Linked DNA regions of Mus musculus: region 2 is linked to region 1. Evidence: chromatin contacts called from public HiCAR-type data. All regions are on one chromosome and are shown on one strand. Each heading gives the region's core, a stretch centred on a gene start, on an enhancer-like site or on the middle of the called end of the contact. The rest is flanking DNA. Distances are from core to core; before and after follow the strand shown.

Evidence for each region. HiCAR-type assays count read pairs that join an accessible place to other places.
Region 2: a contact with region 1 is called in a HiCAR-type map of PVALB interneurons, with 2.4 times the contacts expected there. The contact joins two enhancer-like sites. A contact is called at or near these places in 4 of 115 datasets of contacts at active chromatin or transcription factors (PVALB interneurons, bone marrow-derived macrophages, embryonic fibroblasts and 1 more) and 1 of 9 other capture datasets (liver).

The regions. Positions count from the first base shown.
Region 1 is chr13:103,940,990-103,947,094 of GRCm38.p6, reverse strand. No RefSeq gene overlaps it. Among named protein-coding and RNA genes, the nearest start is that of Erbin, 23 kb to the right of the region's middle. Within about 2 kb of position 2,799, at least 1 of the 459 cell types and tissues checked has an H3K27ac peak or open chromatin away from gene starts, as enhancers often do. A contact at or near this core is called in PVALB interneurons, where this site is marked.
Region 2 is chr13:104,022,691-104,028,795 of GRCm38.p6, reverse strand. It overlaps Nln (neurolysin (metallopeptidase M3 family)), which reads left to right. Exons shown (of 13, transcript NM_029447.2): 13 at 3,716-5,357. The coding sequence ends at 3,850. Among named protein-coding and RNA genes, the nearest start is that of Gm30967, 12 kb to the left of the region's middle. Within about 2 kb of position 3,320, at least 91 of the 459 cell types and tissues checked have an H3K27ac peak or open chromatin away from gene starts, as enhancers often do. A contact at or near this core is called in PVALB interneurons, where this site is marked.

The sequences.
Region 1 (6,105 bases), core at 1,550-4,049:
GCTCTCTGGCTCCTGAAGATGTAAGCAATAAAGCTTTGCCGCAGAAGATTCCGGTTTGTTGCGTTCTTCCTGGCCGGTCGCGAGAACGCGTGTAAGACACATGTCTTTCAATAGTGAGCTTTTAGTGGTTCCAAATTTCCCTTTGCTTTGAAAGTTCTTGAAATAACATTCTTCATTTTAAATGAGTTTATTATTACATTTTATTTAGGAGAATAACATCAATGATCTGCAGTCGTGTGAGCGGAATTCCAGCACAGCTCTTCCACAATGTGAACCCTCAGCATCTGAAAGGTTGGCTCAGGTGGCTCAAAGGAACATACTCCTATTGACTGTCTATCTGTGAATGAGACCAGGTGTTGTTCAGAATGTAAAATCTTACTGGTATGTAAAGGAGTAGAGTGGATCCAGGATCTTTACAGGCGCTGTAAACAAAACCAGAAGATGCTACAAGGCCGAAATCCTTCCAACATCCAACTAGAAGAGTGGTTCTGAAAATCAGTCTACCGCAGACTACTAACGTATTTCTTTAAGCTTCCACACTGAGGAAAATGATGGGGAATGCCTCTTAAACATGAGCAGAACCCAAAGCCCCATCTTCTCCTTCAGACTCTGAAGTGGAGGCTAGGAAGATAATTGGGTGACTTTTTCTCCAGCATTTCCAGAAAGCTGTTGACTTCACCTTGGAAAACTGTTTTCAAAAAGCATCATTAATTACATCCTCATGTTGACTTTGTCTCTAACCAACCTAGAGTAAAAGGAGATAGCTAATATTATTTCATAAGACTGGAAAATTAATAATAATGAGAGTAATTTGCACAAGAGCTCTATTAATCAGACTTTTAAAAAAGATAGCAGAAACTCAAAGTTGAAATGTAGATAGTGTATAAAAAAGTCCACATATGGCAACATAGAGCTGGTGTATTCAAACTCTTGAAGGCACGGTGGTGAGGGACCGTGATCTGGTGTCAAACAGACATCCAATCAAACCCCGAATCACCCCCTCATTAGTTACGTGGTCTTTGCCCAACTACATAAACTTTCTTAGTCTCAGCTATTTTCATATTCAAAAAGAAAAAAGAAAAATAATGGGATTTACCTTTTAGAAATACTAAGTGATATGTAAATGCTTATTCAGATTCTCAATAAATATAAATATTTATTCTTTTTATTTACCTATTATTTTTTTGGCTTCAGAGAAGAAACCCTGGGCTTTACATATGCTAAGTTATATGTATTTGTATTATTTATCAAGCAAGGAAAAAGAGTTTGGATATTTGGCCAAAGGATATAAGTGAACATGGCAAGATCGTGGCACTGAATACATTTCATTTAACAGTCAGGTTGGTCCGTACTAAGAATACTTACCACCTTGTGTTAGTTTTCCACCACTATGATGAAACACTTCAGATAAATGAAGGTTATAAGAGAAAAAGTTTCCCTTGGCTTACAGGGTTGGAGGTCTCAGCCCTTGGCTGGTTGGCCCATTGTTTTGGGGTCTATAGCAAAACATCATGATGAGCAGGTGTAACAGAAGGTGCAACTCAGGGCAGCCAGGAAGCCACAAAGACAAGAGCAGGAGTTTCAATATTCCCTTCAAGGGTATACCTCCAATGATCCAACTTTTCGCACTAGGCCCACCTCTTAAAGTTTCAACTATTTCCCAATAGGACCACAAGCTTGCCACCAAGCCTTCAGCATAGGAGCTTTGAGGGGCACTATTCCAACCTATAGTACTTCCATGTTTCTTATTCTTGACTCGGTAAAGTACATACACTCATTATGACTGTAACCGTTTTAACTGTATTTCAGTAAGTACATATACTATGTTGTAAAAACAAAAAACAAACAAACAAACAAAAAACAAACAAGACTACAATGTGCTTTTGCCATAACTATTTTTCATCCCAAACAAAATTTCTGTATCTATTAAATAATAAAAATTTGGATTCGTGTTATTTTAACAGGATCTTCCTCCTCTTCCTTCTCACCTTCCCCTCCAATTCTTCCTCCTCCTCTTCTTCCTCTTCTTCTTCCTCCTCCCTTCTCGTTCTCACCACGGAACACAGGTCTTGAGCTTCGGAAGCTCTGCTCCAGCCTTCATCTCCCTAACATTTACTGGTTTTTAGTGATGAGGATGTGGAGGGGGATGTGAGTGCAGGGACCTATGGAAGAGAGGAGAGGCTGGCTGTTGGAGCCCATGGAGCTGGAGGTAGATTTGGTGGTGAACCCCTTGCTATGGGTTCAAGGAACTCAACTTGGATCCTCTGCAAGAACAGAGCACTCTTACTGCCTGAGCCATCTCTCCAGCCCCCTATTTCATATTTTTACATAAGAGGAAGCATATTTGTATCTTCAGATCATCACATAGAAAATACACATAACAATAGAAATTAAAGAACCTAGACAATTAGCATCAATATTTTAGTATATAATTGTGACTAACTATCCCCTTATAAACACATACGTATATATAATGATAAATCTAGTAAAAGTGTATGTTCTCCATGTACATGTGCATCGTTATTAATTTTCTTTACTAACCATTAAAAGTTCTCTATTGGGTGAGCATACTTCAGTAAAGTTGATAAAAGGCCATGGAGAACAATCAGAAAACAGCTGCTCGGGTTTAAGATGGCTTTGCCGGGGAAGCCCTGAGGAGAGAAAAAACACCAACACTGGTTTTTACTTAGACCATCTTATCTGAATGCTCATTCTTCGTCCACCTGCAACTGTCAAGCGCCCAGCCCCACCCATTGCCTGAAGTGTCTCCCTAGCTCCTAGGCTGCTGTTTTAAAAGCTACAGCATTCCCTTATATAAAGTGCGAATAAATCATGCCAAAGCTTTTTCGGGAAAACTAATGAAGCTTGAAATCCAATCTGTTTAAAAATATTTCTGAAGATTAAGCAAAACACACCAGATTTTTTTGAGTCTGGAGTGTGTTCTTGGCCTCAAAGAAACTTCGGATGTTCTTTTGAAATCTTAAAAATCCTTAAACACGTTGTTTGACACTGTAATTCATTTGTAGTGAAAATTATGTGTACTTCCTCCTCGTCTTAAAGTGAATTAGGTAACACCTATACCTATTCAAAGAATTAAAGTCTATATATCAAACTACAGGTCTATGTACCAGTGAGAAAGCTCAGCAGGTGAAGACGCTAACCACTGACAGTCGCTACCTACCTTCCGTCCCAGAACTCTCATGGTGGAAGGAGAGAAGGACTTATCCAGTGAGTGCACATGTGCCCTGCTCATAAATAAAAACATTTAAAAAAATTAAAACTCAAGTTTTCTAAAACATGTCACATAAACAGCGAGTTCAATATAGATTATAATTACTTTATTAAATAATTAATTTTCCTTGGCACTATGATATAACTTAACTATAAAGCTACAGTATAGCATTTTAGGCCCTTCCAGACCTTAGATTCAGTGCTTTTGCTTTTTCTATGGAGCAAACTTTAATTACCTAGAGATCTTTATGGAACTGAAATGAAAAGCCAGATATTTTGGTTTAATTGGCTTAAGGATCCTATGTTACAAATTAGCCAATTGTGATATAGTTTAGGGCAAAACATTTAGAGGTTCAAAGGCTGCTGGTTAAAGTCAATGGTACTTTTTATGTCACAGGTAAAATAATGAAAACTGGCTGCGTGTGGTGGTACAGTCCTTTAATCCCAGCTCGGGAGGCAGAGGCAGGTGGGTCTCTATGAGTTCAAGGCCAGCCTCGTCTACAGAGTGAGTTCCAGGGTGGCCAGAGTTGTTACACAAAGAAAACCCTATCTCAAAAAACCAAATCATAAATAAATAAAAAAAATAAAAACAAAACCCTAAAAATTGCAAACAGATGAATCTGGCATGATACTAAAGCTGCCTCTTTACAGTTGCTACAACATGGCTTAGAAATCATGTCTGGTAAGAAAACAAGAATAGGCTGCTGCTGCTGCTGCTTCTTCTTCTTCTTCTTCTTCTTCTTCTTCTTCTTCTTCTTCTTCTTCTTCTTCTTCTTCTTCTTCTTCCTCTTCCTCTTCCTCTTCCTCGTCCTCCTCCTCCTCCTCCTCCTCTTCCTCCTTCTTCTTCTTCTTGATGAATATTGCACCTGTTTTCTTTATTACATTCTTTGTGGATACTCGTTGGCAAAATAGAAGTCCTTCCAGAAATCATGGAACCGAGTGAGAAATCCTGTTCTGCCCAGGAGTCCCATTGATGCCCCTGGGAATTCTGAGAATGGAACAAACGCTGGACTTGACCCTGTAGTGTTTAAACTGCAACTCTGATTGCTCCCGGCTGCACAGTCCGGCTTCACACGGAAAGGGCCTGTGGTCTGTGCAGGGATTAGACTGCAGGATAACAGGCTAGTTTTTCCGCTTCTTTTTGAGCAACAGCTGAGACACATAATGCCTTCTTCAGGGCTATTTTGTATCTTTAAGCACACAGACCTTAAATGGAGTGATGCAAGAAAGTAAAAAGTAGAGGCAATGAATGGAGGTTGACTTTAGTGATGCTTTTCAACCATCTTCTCCTCCAGTGGCTGTGAACCAGCCTAAATATGTGGAAGGAAAGATGGCGGACAAAGACATCAGTTTTGAAAGTAACTATCAACCGACCCTCGCTCATGATACATTGCACGAGTGTGGGAAATGGCTACTAGGGACATTCCAGCACAGTGATAGTGGGTTTAATAAGGTGAAATTATTAAATAAAGTTGAGATGAAAAAAAATCTTAAAAAAAAAAAAAAAGCTGGCTGGCACGGCTCAGTGGCTAAAGGAACCTGCTCCACAAGCCCAGTGCCCCGTGTTTGCTGCATGGAATCCACAATAAAGGTGGATGGAGAGCACTGACTCCACAAAGCTGTCCTTTGACCGCCACTTGTACACTGTGGCCCGTGCATCTCTCCTCCTCTGTATATCAGGCACACACAACATTAACAAGAGGAAACACAAGTCTTTATTTCAAGATGAGCATGGCGGCTGAGCATGGCGGCTGAGCATGGCGGCTGAGCATGGCGGTTGAGCATGGCGGCTGTGTGTGCAATCCCAGGACTTCTGAAACTGCGGTGGGAAGAGTGCCATGAATTTGAAACCAGACTTTTCCTGTCACAGTTCCAGGCTGGTCTAGGGCTGTGGTGAGCCACTACCACAAAAGAACAAAAGCAAAACCAGACAAACACAATAAATAGGTAAACAACAGCAAGAGCAAGTTGGCATGAGAGTGTGTTGAGGGCGGGGGATCTAGTCTTAGCTATGAACTACAACACTTAGCAATTGCTACAGTTCAAGACAAACATTATGTTCAGAGAGAAGACCATGAATCACTGACTACACAGATTCACTGGGATACTTGAATAACACTGTTATTAAGGTCGTAGCTTTAACTGTTTTGGGTGGAATGTTTCTGTATACATCCTTTTGTATACTTCATAAACTGCCTATTTACTGCAATGCATAAATAAGTATTGCCTTTATATGAGAAAGAGAGAAAGAAAGAAAAAAAGAAGGAGAGAAAGAAAGAAAGAGGAAGAAAGAAAGGAAGGAAGGAAGGAAGGAAGGAAGAGACAGGAAGGAAGGAAGGAAGGAAGGAAGGAAGAAAGAAAGAAAGAAAGAAAGAAAGAAAGAAAGAAAGAAAGAAAGAAAGGAAGGAACGAAGGGTGGACGGGGCCAGTTTTTGTTTAGAGGAGACATAAGAGAAAGAGAAAGATATAGGATATATTTGAAAATAAAATTGAAACTCCTTTGCTTTAATTTAATAGATTATTAATTGTGCCAACAAACAAACAAACAAACAAAACAAAAACACTAAAACCAATGCTTTAGAAGTGAGGTGCTTGCTTATTTGTAGAAGAAGACATACTGGTACCAGAACTAAAAGTAGTTAAAAGGTTAAGTGTAGTTTAATAGCTGGAGCTTTGGGGCTGATCCCTGGTGGCTGGGTCTACATCCTTTTGTATACTTCATAAACTCTGTAGTTTCCTAGCTACATAAGCATTTGCAGGCAAAGTTATCTATTAACTGGCGTCATAACTTACTGCTCTAATAAGGATGAATTGAAGAGGAGAAGAGAGTAAAGGGCCTGGGAGGGCTGTGTAAAGGGCAGGATGTTCTGCTGT
Region 2 (6,105 bases), core at 2,071-4,570, 81 kb before region 1:
TCCCACTATGCATCTGACAGCCTGGAAAGTATAAGGACAGCATATTCCCATTTTATACATAAGGAAGCTGAGTACCGTGTACTTAATGAATCAAGCCGTAGTTCAAGCCTGGGCCTAACTCCTAGCCTAACCTTGCCTTAGAAACCCTCAGGGTTAGAAAGGGCCTTCATAGTGCCAAAAGATAGGTGCAGCTCTTTGAGGATTCTAAACCTCTGGCCACTGATTGAATTCCCTTCCAAGGAGAGCTGATAGGATCTGACTGCAATCTCCCAGAGGACCTCAGAGCTCCTCTCCCTGCCTCTCTGACTCCACCTATGGCAATGTCACCAACCATGCTTCTCAAGGTGCGCAGCACCTTTTTAAACTAAAAGTCGCTCAACTACTTTTCTTTCCTTAACAAAAAAAAAAAAAAAGCTAGGTCCGGTTACCAAAATGACTCTTAAACTCTTCTCAAAGCTTCAGTACAAGGGAAATGGAACTATTAAAAGAACATTGCTCTATAATTGAGGAAATTTAATCAACTTGTTTGGAGGCATAAGCAGAGGAAGACTTTGAGCTGTGCTGAGCCACATGTTCTGAGACTACACAGTGCCCCACTCTGACGTGGCTGCAGGCAGAGCTGGCCTGAGCCATCTCTTCACAGTGGTGAACACGCCAGTTTCCCGTGCTTCCTTTCCCTTCCCATGAAACTCCCTACTATAGCAGTTGGGGGAGAACTTTGTCAGATGTTGCATCTTGGTCAATGTCTTAATATGTTGTTCTTTTTCTGTAATATTTGAGGTATAAATGCCTTTTTTTTTTGAAGGCAGAGTTTCACTATGTAGCCTTGGCTGGCTTGGAGTTTGAAGAAATACTAATTATTGCCAAGTGTAAAGGGACACACACTTGTGATCTCACTGCTTGGCAGGCTGAGGCAGGAGGGAATCAGAGACGAAGTTACACTTTATAATTCCTGTCTCAAAAATAACAGTAACAACAATAATAATGGGCCATTGAGGATATAGCTCAGTTGAGTAAATGCTTGCCTCACATTCAGAGACCCCTGGATTTGATTTGTGTAGATCCCAGGGACTGAATAGCCCAGGCACAGAGGTTCTGTTTGTCACCTCATGACCCGTGATTGAGGTTGGGTCATAGATGTATGTGCCATTATCCTGTGTTCTATGCCCTTAGGATATGTTTGAAGTTTTCCTTAGTACAAGGCTTTAAATATTGCTGTAATTCTAGAAGTCTAACTTGCATTGTCTGTGCTATATAATACCATTGTTCCAGAGAGCACAGGCCTTCCTTGCTCCACACATTAATGCAAAACAGTGGTCAGACTGAAGCACATTCAATAGTGAGGGAGGGGGAAGGAAATGGAGGTGTGTTTGGACTAAGGAGCTCTGATAGCTTCTTAGAATGATGGAGCCTATGACAACAACAGCCAGTTGTATTTTAGAGTCTCAATTACTGTTGGAAGGGTGGTATTACTGCTGATCATGTAAGAAATTTTCTTTAAACGTGTTATTTTTTTCAACATATCAAAACAACACAGATTAAACCCAGCTCCAAATCCTCGTTGGCACAATTTCTAAGAAGTTCAGTAGCAGTGGCTTCAGGTTCTTAGGTTGCTTATAAATAAAGCAGCAAGATTGCTGTGCTCCTTCCCAGCACTGTATGAGCCCATTTCCACATCCTCCTAACCTCCGCTGTGCTCCAAGCCCTGTGTCTGTGCGTGCAGTCGCAAAACGGAGCGCAGGCGCGGGCTTGCTATCACTGTAAACACAGCAAACAGCAGAGCTCAGTGACACATACAAATTCTACAGGTTGAGTGGAGCAGTGGGAGTGCACACCTTTAGTCCCAGGCAGAGGTGGGCAGATCTCTGAGTTCAAGGCCAGCCAGGGCTATAGAGAGCACCCCTGTGTGGGGAGGATGAGAAGGGGGGAGATTACATGATGAAATGATAACATTGTGGTTACAATGGAGTTCAAGTGACGCCTCCCCAGTAGCATGGAGTACAGGTGCACACCACTGTGTCTTGGTTGAAGTGTTTAAACAAATATTTATGAATTTCATTAGACTGGAGAGGTATAGCTCAGTTAGTAGACGGAGAACTTGCCTGGCCTACACTTGCTCTGAGCTCAATCCCCAGTACAGTATGAACCAGGAATAGTGGCCTGTCATCCCAGCACCTAGGAGGCAAAGACAGAAGGGTCGGAAGACCACACTCATCCCTTGCATAGCAAGTCTGATGCCAACCTGAGACCCAAAGATACTAATTTCACTTTTAAATATTTTTTATATGTTGTTGATAGAGAAGTTAAATATGTATTTCATAATTGTATTGATCTTGCTGCCTGAGAATTTAAGCAAACACTAACTTTAATTGCTTACTCCTTACTAGAATTCAGATTATTAAATGTGAGCTTGCATCAGGGGTGAGCAGCTCACACTGGACTGCATGCAGCTGAGAATAGCTATGAATATGACAGCTTATAACAGAATCACCAACGTACCTAAAATGTTTTAAGATTTTTTGTGTGTGTGTTTTGTTTTGCAATTTTTTCCAGTTAATACCATTGCCTGGTACTTGGGTATAAACGTTCTAACTTTTGATTACATCTGTCTCAGCATCAAAAGAGTGGATGAATCAGCTAGATGATTTGTAAGTTTTAAGTGATTCCTGCCCATGCACAAAGACAACCCCAAAGTTTTATTTCATGGCTCTCGTAGGGTATTAGCTAGGTTTGCTGCTGTCCAACTTAGTGCATTTCACTCGTGCTTTATTTTACATAGTAGCTAAGTCTCTGATGGTCCAACAACAGCAGCTTGCTTTCAGTCCAAACTGAAACTACTTTAATCTCTGGCGATTCTCTAGCTCTTCCTGTACCCCAAAGGATTATCATTCCTATTGGTCAGATCACGTAATAAATATAAACGTGAGCAATATCCGTTTATTTTATATGCACATCTAGAATTAGGACTCCTTACCAGAGCAGTGGAAGGATCTGAGCTGTGCTTATGTGACGCTGAGCAGCAGCTGTTCTCTTTCAACATGTCTGCTCGGATGTTCATGTGAATAAAAACAGAGGAACTGTGGTTTGTTTTCAAATTCCAGACTTCCATCTCTCAAAACTTCTGTCCTTCCACTCCTGACCCCTCAGAATCACTTGTCACTTAGCCATCCACAAGAATGCTGCTTAGGTTTCTTTGTGGGGGGTTGTTTTGTTTTTTCGTGAGCCCCTTATAAAAATACCTGAAGGCATTTGACAGTAGCCGAGTTCCTGCTCCGAAGCACATGCAGCCCCATAGCCTTGGGAACACTTGCTCTGCTAGCCCTTCTGAATCACACTGGAACTGGGCTAACTGGCAGTAGCAAATTGTGTTCTGTTTGGCTGATTGGTGTCCCTGCCTGCCTTCATTGTCAGCTCACAGCTGAGAATCTAAGGACAGGAGACAATAATTAATATTCCACAGGGAATTCAGGCCTGAGGCTAAAGCTCCAAATCTCTTAACTACAGGAAGGAAGGAAGGAAGGAAGGAAGGAAGGAAGGAAGGAAGGAAGGAAGGAAGGAAGGAAGGAGCGAGCGAGCTGCTGCGTGAGCAGAACTGTCTAGACTCGAGTAGAGCTGAAGCCCCTTTCCTCGCCCTCACCTCTCTCTCCCTTGTGTCTGGGGATCTGGAGGATTGCTGGGCCCGTGAGTTATTAGGCATGATGTTTTCTTTTATTAGGTTGGAATGAAATACAGAAACCTAATCCTGAAGCCTGGGGGGTCCCTGGACGGCATGGACATGCTCCAGAATTTCTTGCAACGTGAGCCAAACCAGAAAGCATTCCTGATGAGTCGAGGCCTGAATGCTTCGTAAAGCAGGGACGCTGGGGGCTGTCCGTGGCTGGAGGACAAGCCAACACCGTCCGCCATGTGGTGCCGGCCTGGAGACTGAAGGCAGTTTTACAAAGGAAAACTTAGATTTCTATTCATTTGCTTTTGTTTCTTCATTTTAAAAATTATACAGATGTAAATGGAATTATAAATACTGTGACCTAAGAAAAGACCCACTAAAAATAATTGTACTATAAAGTTTCATAAAAACAGATTTGATTTCTTTTGATAAAAGTTTCATATGACTGTAATTTGATTTTTTTACTGTTATAATCCAGATAATATAATGTAAGAGGGCTAAGACATTTTAAATTGAATCACATACATGATATAATTTGATCTTTCTTATATCTTGAAGTTTTATACTTGAGATTCCTGGACTGATAAGTGAATCAGCATGTTCTCTCTGGTAAATATTTTCTCAGAGCCCTGTGTCAACCTTGACCCTCTGCCTCACAACTAAGTGACAGTTTGCCTGTGTGTGTCAAGGCCCGCAGGATACACTTCAATGCTGTTTGTCTTTTGTAGTGAGCTTTGTGATTCTCGGCTTCTGTCACACTTACTTACATAGCTCCACTTAGATTTGGGGTTCTTTCCCTTCTAAAATTTAATTTCTAAAGTTAATATTATTATTTAGATAATATTTTTAAATTTTGTTTCAACTGGCCTAGTATATAAGTTTTGTGTCTTGCACTAGAAGCTCAAATGTCAAGTCTTCGGTTGCAGTCACAGTGAGAGAAGCAGAGAACTTAGGCATCTTTTGGGTTCTCGACTTTTAGTATTTGCTATGTATTTGTTTCTGCTTGTTTTGCTTATATATATATATTTTTTTTATTTTGTTTGCTTGAGGCACCATCTCACCATGGAGCCAGATTCGCCTGGAACTCATGGTAATTCCCCTGCTTCGGCCTCCCAAGCCTTAGGGGCGCAGGTGTGAGCTGCCTCACTCAGCTCAGTTCTCACGTTTCTAATAAGACTCTGACCTTGCCTCCCTGAAAGTGGTAGGTCGGCCCTGTAGTCACAGTGTGTTGAAGTGCCAGGGGGAGAGATGACATCCACTGGAACTTAGCTTTGAAAACTCCAGAAAAGAGTGCGTTGGAGCAGAGCGTTTGCGAACAGCTGCTCCCAAGTGTTCCGTGGGCAACCGAGCTGTGGGAAAAGGCTGTCCAGCAGGCTGTTTCATATGGCGACTGTTAAGTGAACCTCCAGATCTCCAACTCCTTTTATTGGGACCTAAGTTTCCAGCTCAGAGTAGTGAGCTCACAGCATTATTTTAGCCTTGGGAGTCTACTCCAAACGGAAGCCAAGTAGGATAGAGAGGAGAAAATGTAAATGAGCTGTGATCGGACTTTCCACAGGGCTTTGAGTTGTTTCTCCACACATACCTGAGGAATGACTTTCCTGGCAGGAAACGAAATTAGAGCCTGTCTGTTCTTTAGACCCGGTGGACTTTGTGTTCAATAAAATATTATGTCGTGTAATAAAGTTATACAGAGTACCAAGAGCTGGTACACAGCAGGGAAGCCCTTTGTTTATGTAGTTTGATTTGATTTTTACAAGGCTGGGCATCAAACCTCCGGCTTCTTCACCCATGCTAGCAAGTGCTATGCTCTCCCAGCTGCTTTTATGGTGGTGGTAGAAACCTCTGGAAGCGTCTCACATCTGTCCCCACCCCCATTTTTGTTTCCTACTTTCAGACAAAAAAAAGGAGAAAAAGAAAGAAAAAAAAAAACTCTCTTCAGCTTTTTCTATTATTGCCCGGTTTGTCTCCTTCAAAAATAACTTCATCATAAATCTTACTTTACTTGGAAAAGCTAATAGCCAGTGTGTAAAAGACTGACTGCACACAATAAAGTGACATCATTGTCCGTGAGAATGAGCTCACAGTACTTTTGTCTTTTAATGTTAAAGGCACAGCGAATCAGCCGCGCAACCACCCCTCGTGTTGTGTTTATAGGTGGATGCCACCACCCTCTGCTTGGGCTTCTATTTGGTTGGATATTCCTGCATGTTCCATTTCCTCATAAGGAACAGGTTTGGTACCCCTGTTCCGCTGTGCTCGTCCTCTGTTCTCAAGCTTTCCACCGGCGATTTTCAGATACCCAGAGGCAGCTCTAAAGTGTTCTTCCCAAGGTACAATGTCTGCAGCGTTTGTCATCAGAGAAGCTGGATACCTAAGAAAGTTTTATAGAAAGTGCTCACTGTGCCCATCAAGGTACTTGGTGTCTCTGTTGACAT